Linked DNA regions of Mus musculus: all the other regions are linked to region 2. Evidence: chromatin contacts called from public HiChIP or PLAC-seq and promoter capture Hi-C data. All regions are on one chromosome and are shown on one strand. The core of a region is the stretch at or near the end of the contact, and the rest is flanking DNA. Distances in the headings are between cores, read along the strand shown.

Region 1 (2,926 bases), core at 396-2,895, 2.1 Mb after region 2:
AAAGAGGCAGGAGGGAGCAAAGGGCCTGGCTGTGCTGGCATCTATTAGCTGAATCTTCACTTGATCATGACTGTGCTGGAAAACACAAGCTGTCTACATACCATTGACACTACCCCATCACAAGCTTAAGTTGAAATCTACATGTGCTCTCTCCCCGATTCTCTCTCCAACCTTTACTATCTCTGTGTGTCTCTCTCTCCTATCTCTCTCTGTGTCTTTCTATGTCTTTCTCTCCCTTCCTCTCATCCCTCTCTCTCCCCATCTCCTTCTCTCTCCCAGTCTTCTTCTCTTTTTTCTTTAGCCAGAAATAATATCTCTATCAATTGCTAGAACTACTTTTAGTTTTTAAGAACTACTAGCCTAAGACATGGTATCCTGTATAATTTTAAAAAACCAAATTCATGGCCTTTGGGTTTTTTTTTGTTTGTTTGTTTTTGTTTTTTTTTTTTTTTTTTTACATAAACACACACACACACACACACACACACACACACACACACACACGTGGGGCATTGGGCTATACACAGACAGTCTGGTCTCCCTTGGAGCTGAGGTCTGAACCCCGGAGTGGTGCTAATTCACTTACATGGCATGGTAGGCATTCCCTCATGTCTCCTGGACTCAAGGCTCCAGTTGAAGTTACTGCCCCCACAGCCTCCACAGGAGAAGCGTGGTTAGTAGTCACATAGACAATGTCCCAAGCTTCTGACCTTCAGGCTAGACTCCTCCCAGTTCCCTAGCAACAGTAAAGTTAACAGTCCACCATAACAGGGGCTGCTTGGCCCCACTTCACCCTCTAACCTCTCCTCATTTTCTCCTCTCCTCTCCTCTCCTCTCCTCTCCTCTCCTCTCTCCTCTCACCACTCTCTCCCTCCCTCTTACTCTCTCTTTCTTACTCTCTAGCCTTTCTTCTCTCTTTCCTTTTCCCTCTTCTCTCCTCTTGGCCATGGCCAGTCTCTCTCTCTCTCTCTCTCTCTCTCTCTCTCTCTCTCTCTCTCTCCCCCTGCCTTTCTACAATAAAGCTCTAAAACCATAGACTGTCTCTGTTCATCAAGGTCCACTGCACTTGGATGATGGGATAGGCTTTCTCCTAATGAGCCATTTCTAATCTCCTGATGGAAGGCCTTCCTGTGATCCAGTCAAGGCCCAGACTAAGGACTCTTATCTGCGTGGAAACCACTTAGGGTGTGGCCCTGGGGCCCCTTGTTTCAGGGGCTGCCCCTTGTCCACCCCCCATCAAGTGGGGTCAGTGGCTTAGATGCCCACCAGGGGCCGAGTGAAAAGCGTCTGGCAGCTCTCCCACATCTGCCTGCCCAGAGCATGAGGAACTCTGGCCAGAAGTGGGCTATCCTCCCTTCCCCCTCTTCCCCTACACTGTCAACACACACACATGCACACACACACACACACACACACACATCATAGCCTATAAATACAGCTTTGCTTGCCTTCCATTACCCTCTAACTCTTCCTTCTCTGAGGCTCATGCCTACCTTTGTCAGTAGGAACAGATTACAGACTTGAAGATCCATATTCCTGCTGTGAGCCCCAAAACAAAACACTTTGATTCTGTTCCAGGCCTTCTATGCTCTTTTCAATGCTGGCACTGCATTCTTAGGGAACTAACTACTTGGTGGCTCAGAAGAGCCTTTATAGAACCCCTTCAAAACATATCTGCAAACAAGCCTATTAGTTGTGCGTTCTGAATCATCAGCCCTATTGACAAAGGATCCCAGAGTCTACCTGGAAACAACACTCACATCTGTCTGAGATCCTGCTAACAGAACTGCCAACTACAGCATTCCAGACCCCAAAGCAGCCTCAAAATCCAGCTCTATCACAAACCTACTCAAGTCTACTCAATCACAAACCTAGAGGCAATCCCATGAGTCCTGTGTTGTAACAGGGTAGGGTCTTGCCCATGTAGAAAAACTGAAACTTATATTTGTCCTTTATGTGTAGAGACATCAATGCAAAGTTTACACTGATAATGATCAGGCAAATGCAACACCAGTAAAGGGAATAAGTAAAGCATAATAATAATAATAATAATAATAATAATAATAATAATAACAATAATAACAACAACAATAATAATAATTAACCAGAGCAATGGAGATCAATCAACATTCTGAAAAAGGATTCAAATAATCGTCTTAAAAATCTTATTAAATAAAAAATTTAAAATTCAGAAATGTATAACTAAACAAAATCAGGACAATAATTTATAAACAAAAAATGAAGCTTAATAATAAAAAAAAGAGAGAGAGAAACCAGGAACTGAACATCCAGATCTTAGCACAACTGGCACCATATGAGAGGGACCAATCTCACCTTAAAACCCAGCACACAGGGCCAACATCTGCTAAAATGAGAACAAAGACCTAATCCATCAGAGACCTCGTCCATCTCTCCAGGATTCAGGAAAGTCCCTAAATGTACTAACCCTGCCTTTTGGTGTCTGTCGTTCTGATTCTCTCTAGCTATTCTTGCTAACTAAAGTGTATCTTATGAGGATGTGGTTTTGTACATAAAATAAAAAGAACTGTGAGGATCAGGGCTTGTACAATCTGGGCAAGTTCCCAGACATGCAGACACCCACCAGCGATAAAGACTTTTATTTCAACTTTCTGAGTGTTCATGTGTACTCTCTGGTAGACTTACCTCAAAACACAAGGACAGAACGGAAAGACCCAGTTCCAACATCACACTCAGTCACACAAAAGAAAACCTAGTGAAGGCCAAGATGCACCATTTGAAAGTACCAAATTGTAAGAGAAATGGGGAAAATGAATGAACAAAGCATAGATAGGGATTCTGGAACACTACCAAGTATGCAAATATATGGGTTGTGGGAGTGCCAGAAAGAGAAGAGTGAGAAAGGGAAATAGGAAGCTAAATTAAAGGCTGGATACATTTCCCCCAA
Region 2 (2,700 bases), core at 197-2,696:
AAGAAAGGTATTTGGTTTCTCAACAAACCTGGCCGAGAGCACTCTATGTGTGGAGCCTGCACTTGAATTGCACCCAAGGCTTGGTTCTTCCCTTTCTGCTTACTTTAAACTGCACACCTAAATTCCTTTAACAACCACACAGAAATCCGGCCCTGGGCACACAGATTCCATGAAAAATCCCCCTCTATCTAACAAGCCTGTGTTTCAAGAATGTCTAGCTTTGGACGGGACCCACTAAGAATCCTTATGTAACCTTAATAGATCTTGGCACCCCACAGATCCGCTCCTGGAGACACTGGCCCAGATCTAGTCCATGTTCACCAAGATGAGAGCAGTCTGGGTCCTGCAGATTCCTGGGGCCAAGCTGTTCTGGACTGGGAGGGAGGAGAGACTGTCCCATCCCCTACCTGGCTGAGAGCCTCTGATCCTCCTCTCTCTGATCCTCCTCTCATCTTCCAAGGGAGTTGAACCTCACTTTCGCAGCCTCCCTCCCTCCCTCCACTGAAATCAGTCTTGGGACCGAGCCTACATCAGCCAGCACCTTCCCCCTTCTCGCCATCCTTTCCCCACCCCCAAACGCTGAGGAAAAAACAGCCAGGAAAGTGATCCAGCATCCCATACAGTCACAGCCCCTGAAAACAAACAGGGCTCCAGTGGGGAAGGAGGGTGTCGACCAGGCCCAACACTACCTCAGGACCCTAAGCAGCCCTGAACTGGGCGCAGGGAGGAAGAGATCTCCAGAGGCAGCCAACGACTCGGCAGCCAGCAGCTCCAGCAGAGCAAACACCTGTTTCCAGGAAGAATCGCTACCAGAGGAAAAGGGAGTCCCGAGGAAAGGCAGAGAGGGCGAGGTGAAGGGGCAGCTGGGGACGCAGGTGAGGATGCGTCACTCTCTGAGCCTAGACCGGCGAGCGAGAAGCGAGCAGGGGTCGGGAGAGGAAAGGTCTCACCAACGACCCGCGCGGACCCAGGAGGGACGCACAAGCTCCAGGCCGGGCAGCTCCATCACCTGCGCCTGGCAGATGCAGCCCCGCGGGCGTGCCGGCCCTGGGCGGCCAGCGGGTGACCTACCTGCCCACCGTCTGGTTGGCCAACTGGCGCATGCGGTTAAACTGCTTCTTCATCGTGGCCCCGCTGCCGCGCTAGCCCGGGAGCTGGGGAAGGACTGAGCTGCCCGGAGCCCACCGCAGGGTTACATGGCTCCCGCGCCCAGCCTCCCGGGCGACGGCGGCGGCACTGCGGAGCCTGGGGAGCCGCCTGGCCCGCGCCCAGCCTCCCGAGAGCACCTCCGCCTAGTCCGCCCGCCGCATCCTTCTCTGTGCCACGCCCGGGGCCGCCCAAGGCGCCCGGCGGTCAGCCCCAGCTGTAGCTAGCCCCCAGCCCCAGCCCGGCGAGCGAACCGGGGAGTCTCCGCAGGCTGGCTAGCCAGCTGGCCGGGTGGTCCCCGTGCGCCTGTGCGGAATGCGCCGTGCATGCTGGGACTTGTAGTTTGCCGCTCCCACCTTTCCTCTGTCCAAAGTTTGTAGGGACAGCTTTTGTGCAGAGGTGAGAGAAGACAGTATGACCAAGACGTTTAGGCTTTAGCCTTGTAGTAAAGGAAATACTTTCGTGCTTGAATAGTGAAACCAACGACACAACAACAAACAGAGTAAACGTCTGACTCCTATTTTCTCTCAAGCGAATGCGAGATGTTCAGTGTTGAATTCATATGAAGATATGTTAGGCAGATGTGTTCGTTAAATTGTATAAAGTCACCTTATTGGTGTTCAATCACAGTGTTAAGCTTGGGACAAAGGGGTTTCGAACTAGGCGTAGCATGCATCCCAAAATGCCATCCTTAATCTTTTTCAAACCCAGTAAGTAACCAAAAGTTTACATAAGATTGAATCAGTAACGTCTTGTCTACTAGCACAACCTGAGACAGCTTTCTTGTATGATTTAGATTCTATTACCATAGCTATGTCCATCTCCTTACCGCCACTAGACCTGAAATGGTATCAGCTGGGCAGCCCACTGGCATTTACCAGCTGGTTGAAAGAAATTGTGGCTCATTAGACTTGGAAGGTGGCAGGTGAGGGGGACAGCAAATGGCTCAATAGGTAAAGAAGCCTATTGACCTGTGTTCAGTGTCTAGAACATACACGGTAGGAGAAAATTAACTCCTGCATGTTGTCTTACGTACACACACACTAAATAAATATAAATAATGTAAAAAAAAGAAAGAAAATCACATGTGATCTCAATTAGTTGTCATCTTTATATATATCAAGTCAGAGTTGTTGGGCAGTAGAGACATTGGATCAAACAAATGTGAGTCTTCCCATTAGAATCTCACATATTTAATCAGCAATTTTAGGAAAACTGCTGGGACTCTCTCATCTCCAGCTTCCCTATCTCAAGTAGAAAGCACTGCTGTTTGGTAGATGGAAATGAAAGAGTGCTGTTTTCCAAATCTAACTACATACAGGCTATCATGTAGTCCACTGTGGCAGATACAATGGAAGATAGCATAATGGGAAAATCCAGGATCATTCCTATTATGAAAATAGTTTAAAAAAAAAAAAAAAGGAAGAGCATCCATCTATGACCCGAGATTCTCTGCAGTGTGTTGATTACAGTAGAAAGATGCCCTAAATATGGATGTAAGTGTCTTACTGGCCAGCGGAACAAATGATGGTTTGAGGCATGTTTTGGCTGAAT
Region 3 (2,700 bases), core at 37-2,536, 2.3 Mb before region 2:
TCAAAAGCAAGCAAAGAACCCCCCCCCCAACACACACACACCAGTCCTCCAAAAAGGAAGACAAAAATCCTAACAAGTGGGAAATTCACTTTCTTGTCAAATGCTCTATATCTTAAAATATGGTAGTGAATTCAAATTGCATTCATATAAAAAGTGAGAACCAAAAAAATTTTTTTTCCACACAACCTCACAACACAGGGTGGGCCACCAAAATCTTTGTCCAAGCAGGTTAGGACATAGGTCATTTGTCCAGCTTCACACGAAGATGCGCAATTACCTTGCCTGCTTTCTCTTTTTTGGGAACTAGGTCCATGTTTCTTCATTATTGTAACACTGGGTTTGACATAGTCCTGGCAAAGAACCAGATAAAACCCCGGGTTCTGTGAAGAGTCCCTTCAGTTAAGAAAAGGTGAGAGGGACATTGCATGAGCCTCCAACAGTCTGACATAGTTGAGCAAACAGAATATCTCTATCATTACAGTTGCAAAGATGGCTTTAAACTCTCTGAATTTGTCTCGAAAAACCAAAAAAAAAAAAAAAAAAAATCTCTGAATTTTAGGTCTAGGCATGATCATGCCATCAGCAGGTGACTTAAAACAGTAATAAAAGCAAATTTGTGCCACTTTACTAAATGCTCTGTAAAGCCATCACCGTCCTTCCCACTTTACAGCCGAGGAAGGATGTACATAGAGATTGGTTATATAATTGGTACATGGAGGGCAGAGGCGCGATACTGGCCTCTCTTCTTGTTCTGAGGTTATGCCCCTTACAGCAGTACCCTCACTGCTTACGCTAGTCTTCTTGTCTCTTTCTTACTCGGTTTTTTTTTTTTTAATTTCTTTCCAAGGACACATTTATTTCTCAATTTTCTTTAACATTTAAATCGCTTAAGAAAGACTATACTAAAATACAATACATTTACAAGGTTAAATTATAAAGCTCCGCCTCTCTCAGGGCGTCCCTGCTGGTGGTAATGACTCACAGTTTGTACTTCTTTGGTAGCAAAAAACATTTTCCATTCATAACCCAAGAAACTTCGCTTTAGAACCCATTAAGTTAGCCAGTTTATTCCCAAGCGTTTTGCTTTTCCTTAGAAGTGCAGCCCTTGCCCCTGCTCACGCTTGCCCCGCCCACCTCCACCTCAGCCCCTACAGAGTCTCTGCGTCAAGGCCCCGCCCACACACCCCGCCTCCTACCGCCCGCGTCCGTCGCGTGGACCAGCTCTTTCCGCCCCGCCCACTATGGAGCCCCGCCCCAAGGTATGGACCCGCCTATCGCCTTCCGGTCTCTGGAGTTGCGCCCTCCCACCAAGTGGCTTCCTGGTGCGCTTGTGACGTCGGCTGTAGAGCTGGATCGCGTGGCAGCTTTGCTGTCGTGGCTCTCGGAAGTGGGGGGCGGGTTGGCGCAGGGTCGTCATGTTGTCGCAGGTGAGGGATGGCGGCCGAGCGCCGGTAGCCGGTGCTTGAGTTGGGGCTGGGGGTCTTGCCCAGTCGCCCGAGGCTGTTGGGTCCGTGTGCCCGCCCACTGCCTGAGCTGTAGGAACTGCAGGTGGGTGGGTAGGAGGGCCAGCCCCGGGCAAATTGTCGCTAGAGGGTTTGTGGACTGTGAGGGATAGGGTGCACCGGCGACCCCGGAGGCACAGAGGCCTCCTGTCAGCGGGTGTGGAGCACACTCGCTGCAGGATCTCTGGGTGTGAGGTCGGGGGTAACCCGTCTTCCCATAGCCTGCCCGGATGAGGGGAATGGCCTGTAGGGCCCTGATACACAAGTTCAGGGCGATCCTGTAGGGAGAGATTGCCAGAGCCTTGGGTTCCAGTGTTACTACGCTGTACACAGATAATCACGATGGTTATCGCCTTTGTACCCGTAGAGGTCGATGTAGCCAATTGTCCTTCGGCCAGAGATTAGTACATGTAATATATTTTCTTCCTTTAAAATTTTACTGTGAAGCTGGGCGTGGTGGCGCACGCCTTTAATCCCAGCACTCGGGAGGCAGAGGCAGGTGGATTTCTGAGTTCGAGACCAGCCTGATCTACAGAGTGAGTTCCAGGACAGCCAGGGCTATACAGAGATATACAGGCTATACAGAGAACCCTGTCTCGAAAAACCAAAAAAACAAAACAAAAAAACAAAAAAAATTTTTTTTTTACTGTGAACTCCCATGTAGATTGTGTCACACGGGTTTCATTGTCAGGTTGGGATGTTCAAGGAGATGGGATCTGCAAAGGGCAGGATGGCTGGGGGTGGGGGTTGGGATGGGGAGAGGTTAGGTTGGGGAACAACATATTTTCAGATCATAATAATAAAGACATAGTGACATACCAAGTGTCTCAGGATGGGCCAACTAGAATCTGTGATAAGAAAAGTCTACTTTGTGGAAATGTGGAGTAGAAAAAATTCATTGATGGTTTCAGCTCAGCTCTGAAGGTGCATTTAGATCCGCTTCTTCCTACTCCTAGGTCTGTGACCATAAGTCCTTCCACCTGTTGGGCATTTGACATTTTTTATAGTCATTACCTTCCTTCCCCCAGGCAACCTGTGCATTAAAATTTCTCTGCAGACTTAAACATCTGTTCCCTTGTGGTTTTTGTGTTTTTTGGTTGTTTTTTTTTTTTGTTGTTGTTGTTTTTTGTCTGATAATTTTCTTTCTTATTACCTAGAAGCAGCCCCTCCCCCTGGTATTTTCATACCAACCCCCTCC
Region 4 (2,700 bases), core at 69-2,568, 2.4 Mb before region 2:
CAAAACAAACTGCTACTTTCCGGTACTGTAAAATATGCTCAGGCACGTTGCTCCACTAGGCTTGAATTTAGTTGCTCTACTCATGACGTATCCCCTCAAACTCTCTGGTCTACAAACTAGAATAAGTAAATTTCCACTATAATCTACCTAAAGTAGACTCAGTGTTTTGTTTTGTTTTGTTTTGTTTTTTTAAAATCCCTTTAAAGCTTCCTTAAGGCGGAGATTGCTAGATCTCACCTCCAAATTCTGATTGGTTGAGTTTGAGGTGACATCTAGCAACCTGAAAAGGACCCCTGGAGGGAATTTTGGCATAGTAAGTCACCGAGGGGAGTTTAAGATACACAGGTCTCCTAGTGCTGAAGCCAGCCCCTACCTTCCGTGCCTGTGAAGCAGGTCGTGAGCGATCTGTGTTGAAACAGCACACACGTTAACTATGGATAAAGTGGGATAACGTATGGAAAAATATTTTTTTGTCAACTACAAAGTTGAATTCTTGGATCCACGATGGAAACCAGGATGGGGCAATAATTTGGAAGAACTTGTGACTACATTGTGACAATGTCCGCACTGGTGGGACCATTGTGCAGCACACTTAAGTGGAATGGGGACTGACCCATAGTAAGCCCTGCAACGTCTCAGAGCTCACCTATCCTCAAGATAGCGTTGACAAGTCGCCATCTTTTCCCAAGAACCACTTAACCCACGACAACGGTGGGTTTCCCCTTCAAAAGGAAGATTTCCACTCTCCCATGATGCACACCAACCCCTGGGCAATTCTACCTCTTTTCTGAGGCACTTCGGCCAAACCCGTCTCCATGATCACCACCTCTTCCATGCCCCTAAGGTCCTGCTCTTCTCGCGCAGTCAGCAGTCCACGGAGCCTCGAAGGACTTCTTCCCTCTTGGGCTCTGTAGAGAGTGTCGCTCAGATCACGTGGGACCTGGAAACCAGGGAAAGCATCCTGAATCTGAGTCCTCACCTGTCTGTTTCTGGCTCCTGGAGCTGTCCCCTAGGGGACTGAGTGCCTGAGAGGTAGAGGGCACAGACAACCCCTCCAGCTCCGTCCAGCTCTCCAGTATGCACCGGGGTCCTAGATGGCCCGTGGGGCGGGGAGGGAAGGGGACGAAGCTCAAGAACTACAAACTCCAGTCCTCCCTGGCAGAGAGCAACTACTGGACCACCGCCGAGGTAAAGCGAGGACCGCAGCATCCTACCAAGAAACTCACCTCCCATCCCAGGCCTGACAAAGGCTACGAACTTCTCCGCTTAGCTCTGAGTCGCGCATGCGTGACATTTTGCTGGGCAAATCCAGGAACTACAACTCCCAGAAGCACCTGCGCGCTGCCCGACCCCCTGTTTCTTGGCAGGTTGGGACCACGAGTGGCTCAGCGGCACAGCGGGATCTCTCCCTCTCGCGAGAGAAAAAGGTGCATCGTGCGTGGAATCCCGCAGTAACGGAAGGTTGGGACGTGGGAGACAAAGTCTCTCTCTCTCTGCACCTTTGTTTGCACAATTACATCTATGTAGCTTCAGCCCAAATTTCTTTACTGTTGGCATGTGTATATGGCTTTTAGCCATGGTTTGGCCTTCCCTAAAACCATCCTTTGACTTCAAACTATATGAAAGCTGTAGTTTTAGAGCAGGATCCATGTAGTACTCTCATCTATCCCAATGGACTTGTATTTCATCTATTTTGCAATCGTAAAAACGTATATGAGCAGAGCTGACAATATTGAGCCAGTTTCCACACACTTGAGCAGTAAGTTCTTTGCAAGGAAAAAAAAAGTTCATTTGTCGAAAAAGTTGGACTCTCAAGGGCCTGTGGTTAAGTTAAACCTACTTTAAAGTCACTTTTGCCAAACAGCCCCATCTCAGTGCGTGCATTTACTCTAGTGCACCATTTGCATATGCCAAAACCAGAATACACTCAACTTTTGATTCTCACCATCTAATCACCAGATCCTGTTCATTTCTCAGTTTCTACTCTGCTCTGGACCCTCTTCCACGGCTGTCATTGATCCTACACTCCCTGTCTCGTCCACCGCTTCTCCCTCTGTGACCATCATAATCTCTCCATATGAAGACATCCCATTTCCTCTACTTCCTTCATCCCCACTGGGTTCCTACTGGAGGTCCCATTGTGCTCCAGACTCATTAGATCCATTGGGAGAAAGAGACTCAGAGGGAGGCAATGGTCCTTGGTAATCTATGTCTTCTTTTCCCACTTCAGATCTGTACAGCTGCAAAACCTCCAATTCCTTTTCTCTGAAAAACTTCAAACTCTGACTTTTCCTCTAGAATCTGTCTGCTGTTCCTTTGGTCTCACTTGGGATGATTGTCAACAACTCCTTACAACTCTGTTTACTTCAGTGTAACATGAACAAGGAAAGTATTAGGGCAAAGAAGGCTGTTTGTCCTTGGCTGCTGGTACAGGTGGAAGTGGAGAAGCTTCAAATTTTTGAAGAAGCCTTCCCATGCAAATGTGCTGAGTGGGACCCTGATAAATTCACCAGCTCTCAAGACTTAGGCCCTTTTCACAGCTATTTATGTCTGGGATTTGGGGTTCAGTTTGAAAACCCACTAACTTGTCTAAGACCACTGTAGTTATCTGGGGACTGGAGGAATCTCCTGGGGTGCTACTCAAGTGATTACAGGAAAGTTTCCAAATTTGCATGCCTTTTGGCCACTCCCTCCAGAGAA
Region 5 (2,736 bases), core at 219-2,718, 2.2 Mb before region 2:
GTGCTTGGCCACGTACTGCAGACATGGAACAAGAGGCAAATTAACTATGAAATTATGTTGCTTCCCGTAAAGGTTACAGACTACACTTGGAATTTCATCACCCCGTATTCTATGCCACCCCACACTCTGTACCTCACTCTAAGCATGGCTGACTTTTCCATGTAGAGCCTCCTTGTGGGTACACAAACTGAGTGTAGGTGGTATGACCTTGACTTTATATTCCAGAGGCAGTGAACATTCCCTCCCCACCTCTGGCATTTCTAGGTGGTTCTTTTACTGACTCATGCGCTTCCTGTCTCCATTCAACCTTTCAGCGACCCAGAGCGGCCCAACCCATTCTTTTCAGTAGAGAGAGGGACCTGAGATGTCGCAGGATTTCAGACAAGTTGGGAACTTGACTCCTGGCACTGTTTCTGCACATGGGCCAAGTGGGCAGATATTTTTTGTAGAGAACAGTCAGTTTGAGAGCCAGCAGCAGCTGGAGGGAAGTTGGTCTGAGTGTGGCTGACTCTTTATTTATACTTTTGCACACTGGAACCTGTGCATATTCACTTTACTGTTTAGAATCCTGAGACAAGCTTACTTTGGTAAGTGGGTGATAGTGGAAGTAAGAGAGCCTTGGTTGGTCCTCAAGTAGTTCAGTACCGAGTGTGGGGGTCACTTTTGAACTCAATACTTTGCCTGCTCTCAGATCACCTCAAATTTCTATCGGTGATAGTTCTGCTGGGTTTGGTCTGCAATTGCTGAGCCCAGGGTATATTGTTAAGCAGCTTTCCCCGAAACTCTTCTTCATGTGGTCAGATTGCTCTGTGCCTGTGGTCCCGTAGGTATTGAACAAGTCTGGCCACATTCTCCTGTGTTCCCTGGAGTGTGGTATGTGTACTGGGCCAGAATTGGTGCTCAAATATTGAGTAGGGAGTTTTTAAGAGCAAGCTCTAAGACTCAAAACAGAAAGTACCAAGAAGAGACTACTTCAGTGACAAGAGGTTAGTAAACACACATTTTTTTTTTTTTTTTTTTTGTAGGTGGGAATAGGCTGCCTTGCCGTAAACTCTACTCCTAGTCTTAATTCTATTATCTAAATAAGAATAATGGACACCTTTTATGTACTTTTTCTTTTAAGGTACTGGGAAAACAGAAGGAACATGAGACACAAAGTCATACATAAAACACATGGTTAGTCTGTCCCTTTAAAAAAACCTTTCAAGCCTTCATGAGGAGATTCCAAGCTTATTTTTCTTTCTCTAGCCTTTATCAGAAGGGACATAATTCCACAGCCCTAATGCAGCATGCTGACAGGCATCCTGCAAGTGCACACCAAGTGCTTGCTTGTGCCAGGCAGCGTGCCAGGGCCTTGGGTGGACATGGCAGACATGCAATTCTATTTTTGTGGTAGAGACAGACACTGGACACGCATACGGTCCGGGCAGCATAAGGAGTGCTTTGCAGAAGCAGGGGGCACTGTAAGAGTGGATTTGCCGAGGGCTCATGACCTCCCTTCCTCATGCAGAGGGGATGATGGGAGGAGGCAGGATTAGTCTCAGGACAGCTGCTCATAAAAGAGAGTGAGGTCATGTTGAAGCTGTGGCCAAATTGAATTTTCGTGGCTGGGTGAGTTTTTAAAACTTTGCAGAGCTGTCTTCAGTTTATATTCAGCCCCGGTTTCCGTGTTTGTTTCTGTAGCACCATGGAGCCGATCCCTAGTTCAGGCTGGCTTTTGGTGACAGCATCTCCCTTTCTGGTCCTAGTGACAACACGGAAGAAGTGCCAAGCGTTTGCCTGGTGGTCTGTCCTGGACAACTGGGCTGGACATTGACAAAGGAGACCTTGAGGACTCTTGAGCGTTCATGCCAGACCTGGGCAGGTGCCAGACCCCAGCCTCCAGCAGCCTTCAGATTCCAACCTCCATTTCCCTAGCTCTCTCATGCAGAAATGCCAGTTCTGGCCTTCATGTTTTCTCCCCGCAGCCTGCTTACTTTCCCAGATCTCTGTAGTGAGGGCATGGGCTGCATTTTAATCTTGACATTACTCTTTATTGTCATGGTTCTTTCCTTTTCCTCTGTCCCTTCCTCTCTTTCCTTTCTTCTTTCCCTTCCTCCTTATCTACTTCCTGCTTCCCCTTCATTCCCTTTTCTCTTTTTTCATTACCTTTTGATCTCCATTGGTGTGTGGGTGTGATTGATTGATTGCAAAATAAAATGATGCTGCTTGTAAGTAGCTGGTTTTCTTACAACCTGTGAATACAGATTCTGACCTCTGCAAACTTTCGGAGGGCATGCTCTTTTCATATGCAGTTATCAGGAGTAGGAGTCTTCATCCCAAGGACAGTGGGAAGTTCCCAAGCCTTTCCTGAAAAACTCTGAGGGATGCTTGCATAGTCCACAAAATTGTCTCGATGGCCACGTGTCAACCTGGCCACCAGTATCATCCCAGAAAAAGAATTATCTTCCTTTACTTTGACATAGCCATTGGGGCTCTTGCAGACTCCCAAAGCATAGCGCTGTGTAGGGCATAAAAGCCAAACCTTGAAGGCTTAGGGAGAAGAGCAGCAGAATGCTAGTTGCTGCACGACAGGGTGACTTTCAGGGGCCCACAACCTAAGCTTGATTTCTGTTCTGTACTGAAGGCCAGCTCCACTTTGAACATGGATCAGTACAGTACCCTGCAGTGCCTCTGTTAATCCTAGAGACAAAGCCTCCTGCAGCCCACTTTCTCCTACCAATAGCTTCCTGATTC
Region 6 (2,700 bases), core at 78-2,577, 2.3 Mb before region 2:
TGCCTTCCCTCTTCTACCCGATGGCCCCTTCCTGTGCCCATTCTCAGCCAGCTCCTGGAATGCCCTAGAAGCGGACACTGGAGGGTCAGGGTTATAAACATCCATCAATTTCTGTGGTTTCAGAACCAGGATGCTTGCACAGGGTGGCAAACACAGAGACCATGCGTTTCGCAAAAGAGAAAAATCATATTTGAAGGCAGCTGAGCTGAGCATGGAAGGGGAGAAGCACAGTTAGATCCACTTCCTGGAGGGTGGGGTCTGGTGAGGATTTATGAGATAGGGAAGGGTGGCTGAGAGGACCATAATCGGTCCTCATGGCTCTTCGTGGGATGCATGTTCAGGACAGGTCAGTGTTAGAATGTTCTGAGGGCAGAAGTTTTGGTCTTCTGATGCCAAAAGGTCACCCACTAGTTACCTGCTCAGGTCCAGATGAGTCAATTTCAACAAAAGGCCATCAAGTTTCGGAGAAGCAAGCCAGACAACTGTTATCATCAAAGCCCACATGTTAGAGGTTTATGGCAGAGAGTGGAAGGCCAGGGCCCTGTCCACTGGGTGGCTTCTCACATGAGTGAGTTTTAAAAGTCAACCAGAAGTGGAGCTAGGAGGACGGTTCAGTGGGTAAAGTGCTTGCTAGGTGTGCATGGCCACCTGCAGCCATGCAATGGTGCTTATCTGTAACCCCAGCACTGGGGCAAGAGTCTAGAATATCCCTCTGACTTGCTGGCCTGCTGCGCTAGGTGACCTAGCGTGTTCCAGGTTCACTGTGAGGTCCTCTCTCATGAAATGAGGTGGAGAGCAATTAAGAAAGACACTAGATGTCAAACTCTGTCACACACACACACACACACACACACACACACACACGACTAAAATAAAACAAAAGTCTGATAAAAGCAAGTTATTAAAAGCAGATAAAGCTAGATTGACTATGTCTGTCTGTCTGTCTGTATGTCAGGTTTTGTGGTGGTGGTGGTAGGACCAAGCTGGTGGCTCATTTAGGATTAGCAGCTGCCCTATTATCAAAGTCCTTACATTTTGGACCCCTTTAAAAATATATGGAGTAGAGAGAAGGGGAGGGGGAGGGGAGAGAGAGGGAGGGATGGAGGAAGGAGAGAGAGAGAGAGAGAGAGATCCACCGCAAAATATGGCTTGTGGGACCGCTCAAAGCCGCAGAGGCTTACAATAGAGCTCAGGAATCTTGCCCTTTTTTCCAGTCCCACAGGCACACGTGGTCTCCGGAAGAGCCTATGGGGTGTGCGTGAATGAGTCCCGTAAGAATAGAAGTTTCAGGGCTGGGCTAGGAATGAGAATGAGAAGCCTGAGCCAAGGAACAGACACAGGAGCCAAGTGGCAAGGCAGTTCTGAGCCTTGTCACTGTGGCTGGCTACTAGCCAATCTGGAGGAGCCTCGTCCTGTCTGAGTAACTGAGCTTCCTCGGGAGGGAGGAAACAGTTAATGTCTCAGGGCAGCTGCAATCTGCTAGGCGTGGCTCTCTGGTTTGACTTGGGCTACTCAGATCCTGAGCCAAGGGACCGCGAGGAAGGACGCCTTAGTCCTTAGTCCGCAGAGCCTCCACCAGATGGCTGAATTGGATCTGATTGCCCCGGGGCCTCTGACCGGGGTCACTGCTCACCCTTTGGCCCCTCTCGGCCCAGACCCTGTGTCAGCTATCCCAGCAGAAAAAGAAGATGCGGACCCTCTCAGCAAGTCAGGTGAGGAAACCCAGGAGCAGGGTCATGACCCCGCAGAGGTCGGGGCTCCTGGTGAAGAGGATCAGATCTTGTGTGACTTCTGTCTTGGGGCCAGCAGAGTAAGGGCAGTGAAATCCTGTCTGACCTGCATGGTGAACTACTGTGAGGAGCACCTGCGGCCACACCAGGAGAACAGCAAACTGCACAGCCACCAGCTAACCGAACCCGCAAAGGACCAGGATCTACGCACCTGCCCTGCCCACCACAGCCCTTTGGTTTCCTTCTGCCACACGCACCAGCAGTGTATCTGCCAGGAATGCGGGGAGGGTGAACACAGAGGCGACAGTACTGTCTCCCTGGATGCAGCCCGCAGGAACAAAGAGGTGAGTAGTGGGGTCTGTCGCCTGGGAGGGACCAGTGGGAGGAGGTGTCCCCAGGGAGAGGTCACACATGCTGCATTTGTGGCTCTGTTGATGCCAGTTTGTTCCGAGTCAACAGAGGAGAACTTTAGCGGTAGTGCCTGGGTGTTGGTTCGCTGTAAGTATCTATAGCCGCTGGCTTTGGAAACAAAAGTGGGTCACTGTCCCCATCTCAGTGTCCCTGTTGCTGTGCGGTCTCTATTGTCTCTGCCAGGCATAGGAATTTCCTGCTGTTTCTAGTTAGAGTTTAGTAATGTGCATTTGGGTGTGTGCTGTAGAAGGTTAGCCTCAGGAGTGTGGTATTTCCCTCTGGCAGGATCTGTGAGGCATATATCAACCCATGAAAACCTTGGCAGAAGTCCAAGGGAAAAGAAGAAACCTCAGACTTCATTTCTCCTTTTCTTCCTTCCTCTCTTTCTTAACTTCTTTCTTTCTTTCTTTCTTTCTTTCTTTCTTTCTTTCTTTCTTTCTTTCTTTCTTTCTTTCTTTCTTCCTTCCTTCCTTCCTTCCTTCCTTCCTTCCTTCCTTCCTTTCTTTTTTTTTGAATCGCAAAACCACAAAAGAAGCTAACACAAAATGCTGCATTCAAG

What was found. Promoter capture Hi-C pulls out the DNA fragments that hold promoters and counts their contacts. HiChIP or PLAC-seq counts read pairs in DNA pulled down with a chosen protein or histone mark.
Region 1: a contact with region 2 is called in a promoter capture Hi-C map of the C10 cell line, with 8 times the contacts expected there. The contact joins the enhancer-like site here to the promoter of Arhgap44 in region 2. A contact is called at or near these places in 5 of 39 promoter capture datasets (the C10 cell line, cranial neural crest, liver and 2 more).
Region 3: an H3K4me3 HiChIP or PLAC-seq map of embryonic forebrain shows a contact between it and region 2, with 14 times the contacts expected there. The contact joins the promoter of Tvp23b here to the promoter of Arhgap44 in region 2. A contact is called at or near these places in 3 of 39 promoter capture datasets (the 3T3-L1 cell line, hippocampal neurons and liver) and 2 of 115 datasets of contacts at active chromatin or transcription factors (embryonic forebrain and embryonic stem cells).
Region 4: a contact with region 2 is called in a promoter capture Hi-C map of the 3T3-L1 cell line, with 4 times the contacts expected there. The contact joins the promoter of Zfp286 here to the promoter of Arhgap44 in region 2. A contact is called at or near these places in 3 of 39 promoter capture datasets (the 3T3-L1 cell line and hippocampal neurons) and 1 of 115 datasets of contacts at active chromatin or transcription factors (embryonic forebrain).
Region 5: a promoter capture Hi-C map of hippocampal neurons shows a contact between it and region 2, with 7 times the contacts expected there. The contact joins the enhancer-like site here to the promoter of Arhgap44 in region 2. A contact is called at or near these places in 7 of 39 promoter capture datasets (the 3T3-L1 cell line, the C10 cell line, hippocampal neurons and 4 more) and 1 of 9 other capture datasets (embryonic trunk).
Region 6: a promoter capture Hi-C map of cranial neural crest shows a contact between it and region 2. The contact joins the promoter of Trim16 here to the promoter of Arhgap44 in region 2. A contact is called at or near these places in 3 of 39 promoter capture datasets (cranial neural crest, hippocampal neurons and liver).

What each region holds. Positions count from the first base shown.
Region 1 is chr11:67,226,271-67,229,196 of GRCm38.p6, forward strand. All of the region lies in intron 1 of Myhas (myosin heavy chain gene antisense RNA), which reads right to left. Among named protein-coding and RNA genes, the nearest start is that of Myhas, 9.5 kb to the right of the region's middle. Within about 2 kb of position 1,646, at least 6 of the 459 cell types and tissues checked have an H3K27ac peak or open chromatin away from gene starts, as enhancers often do.
Region 2 is chr11:65,161,515-65,164,214 of GRCm38.p6, forward strand. It overlaps Arhgap44 (Rho GTPase activating protein 44), which reads right to left and starts at 1,447. Exons shown (of 20, transcript NM_001099288.1): 1 at 1,072-1,447. The coding sequence starts at 1,124. It overlaps LOC115487730 (a long non-coding RNA gene), which reads left to right. Exons shown (of 3, transcript XR_003949568.1): 2 at 1-875.
Region 3 is chr11:62,878,169-62,880,868 of GRCm38.p6, forward strand. It overlaps Tvp23b (trans-golgi network vesicle protein 23B), which reads left to right and starts at 1,287. Exons shown (of 7, transcript NM_026210.5): 1 at 1,287-1,427. The coding sequence starts at 1,416.
Region 4 is chr11:62,788,150-62,790,849 of GRCm38.p6, forward strand. It overlaps Zfp286 (zinc finger protein 286), which reads right to left and starts at 1,319. Exons shown (of 6, transcript NM_138949.4): 1 at 1,227-1,319; 2 at 781-940. The coding sequence starts at 835.
Region 5 is chr11:62,996,358-62,999,093 of GRCm38.p6, forward strand. All of the region lies in intron 2 of Cdrt4os1 (CMT1A duplicated region transcript 4, opposite strand 1), which reads right to left. It overlaps Gm46284 (a long non-coding RNA gene), which reads left to right. Exons shown (of 2, transcript XR_001780234.1): 1 at 1-1,611; 2 at 1,749-2,736. Among named protein-coding and RNA genes, the nearest start is that of Gm46284, 3.4 kb to the left of the region's middle. Within about 2 kb of position 1,469, at least 71 of the 459 cell types and tissues checked have an H3K27ac peak or open chromatin away from gene starts, as enhancers often do.
Region 6 is chr11:62,818,926-62,821,625 of GRCm38.p6, forward strand. Trim16 (tripartite motif-containing 16) reads left to right here and starts at 1,328. Exons shown (of 6, transcript NM_053169.2): 1 at 1,328-2,074. The coding sequence starts at 1,580.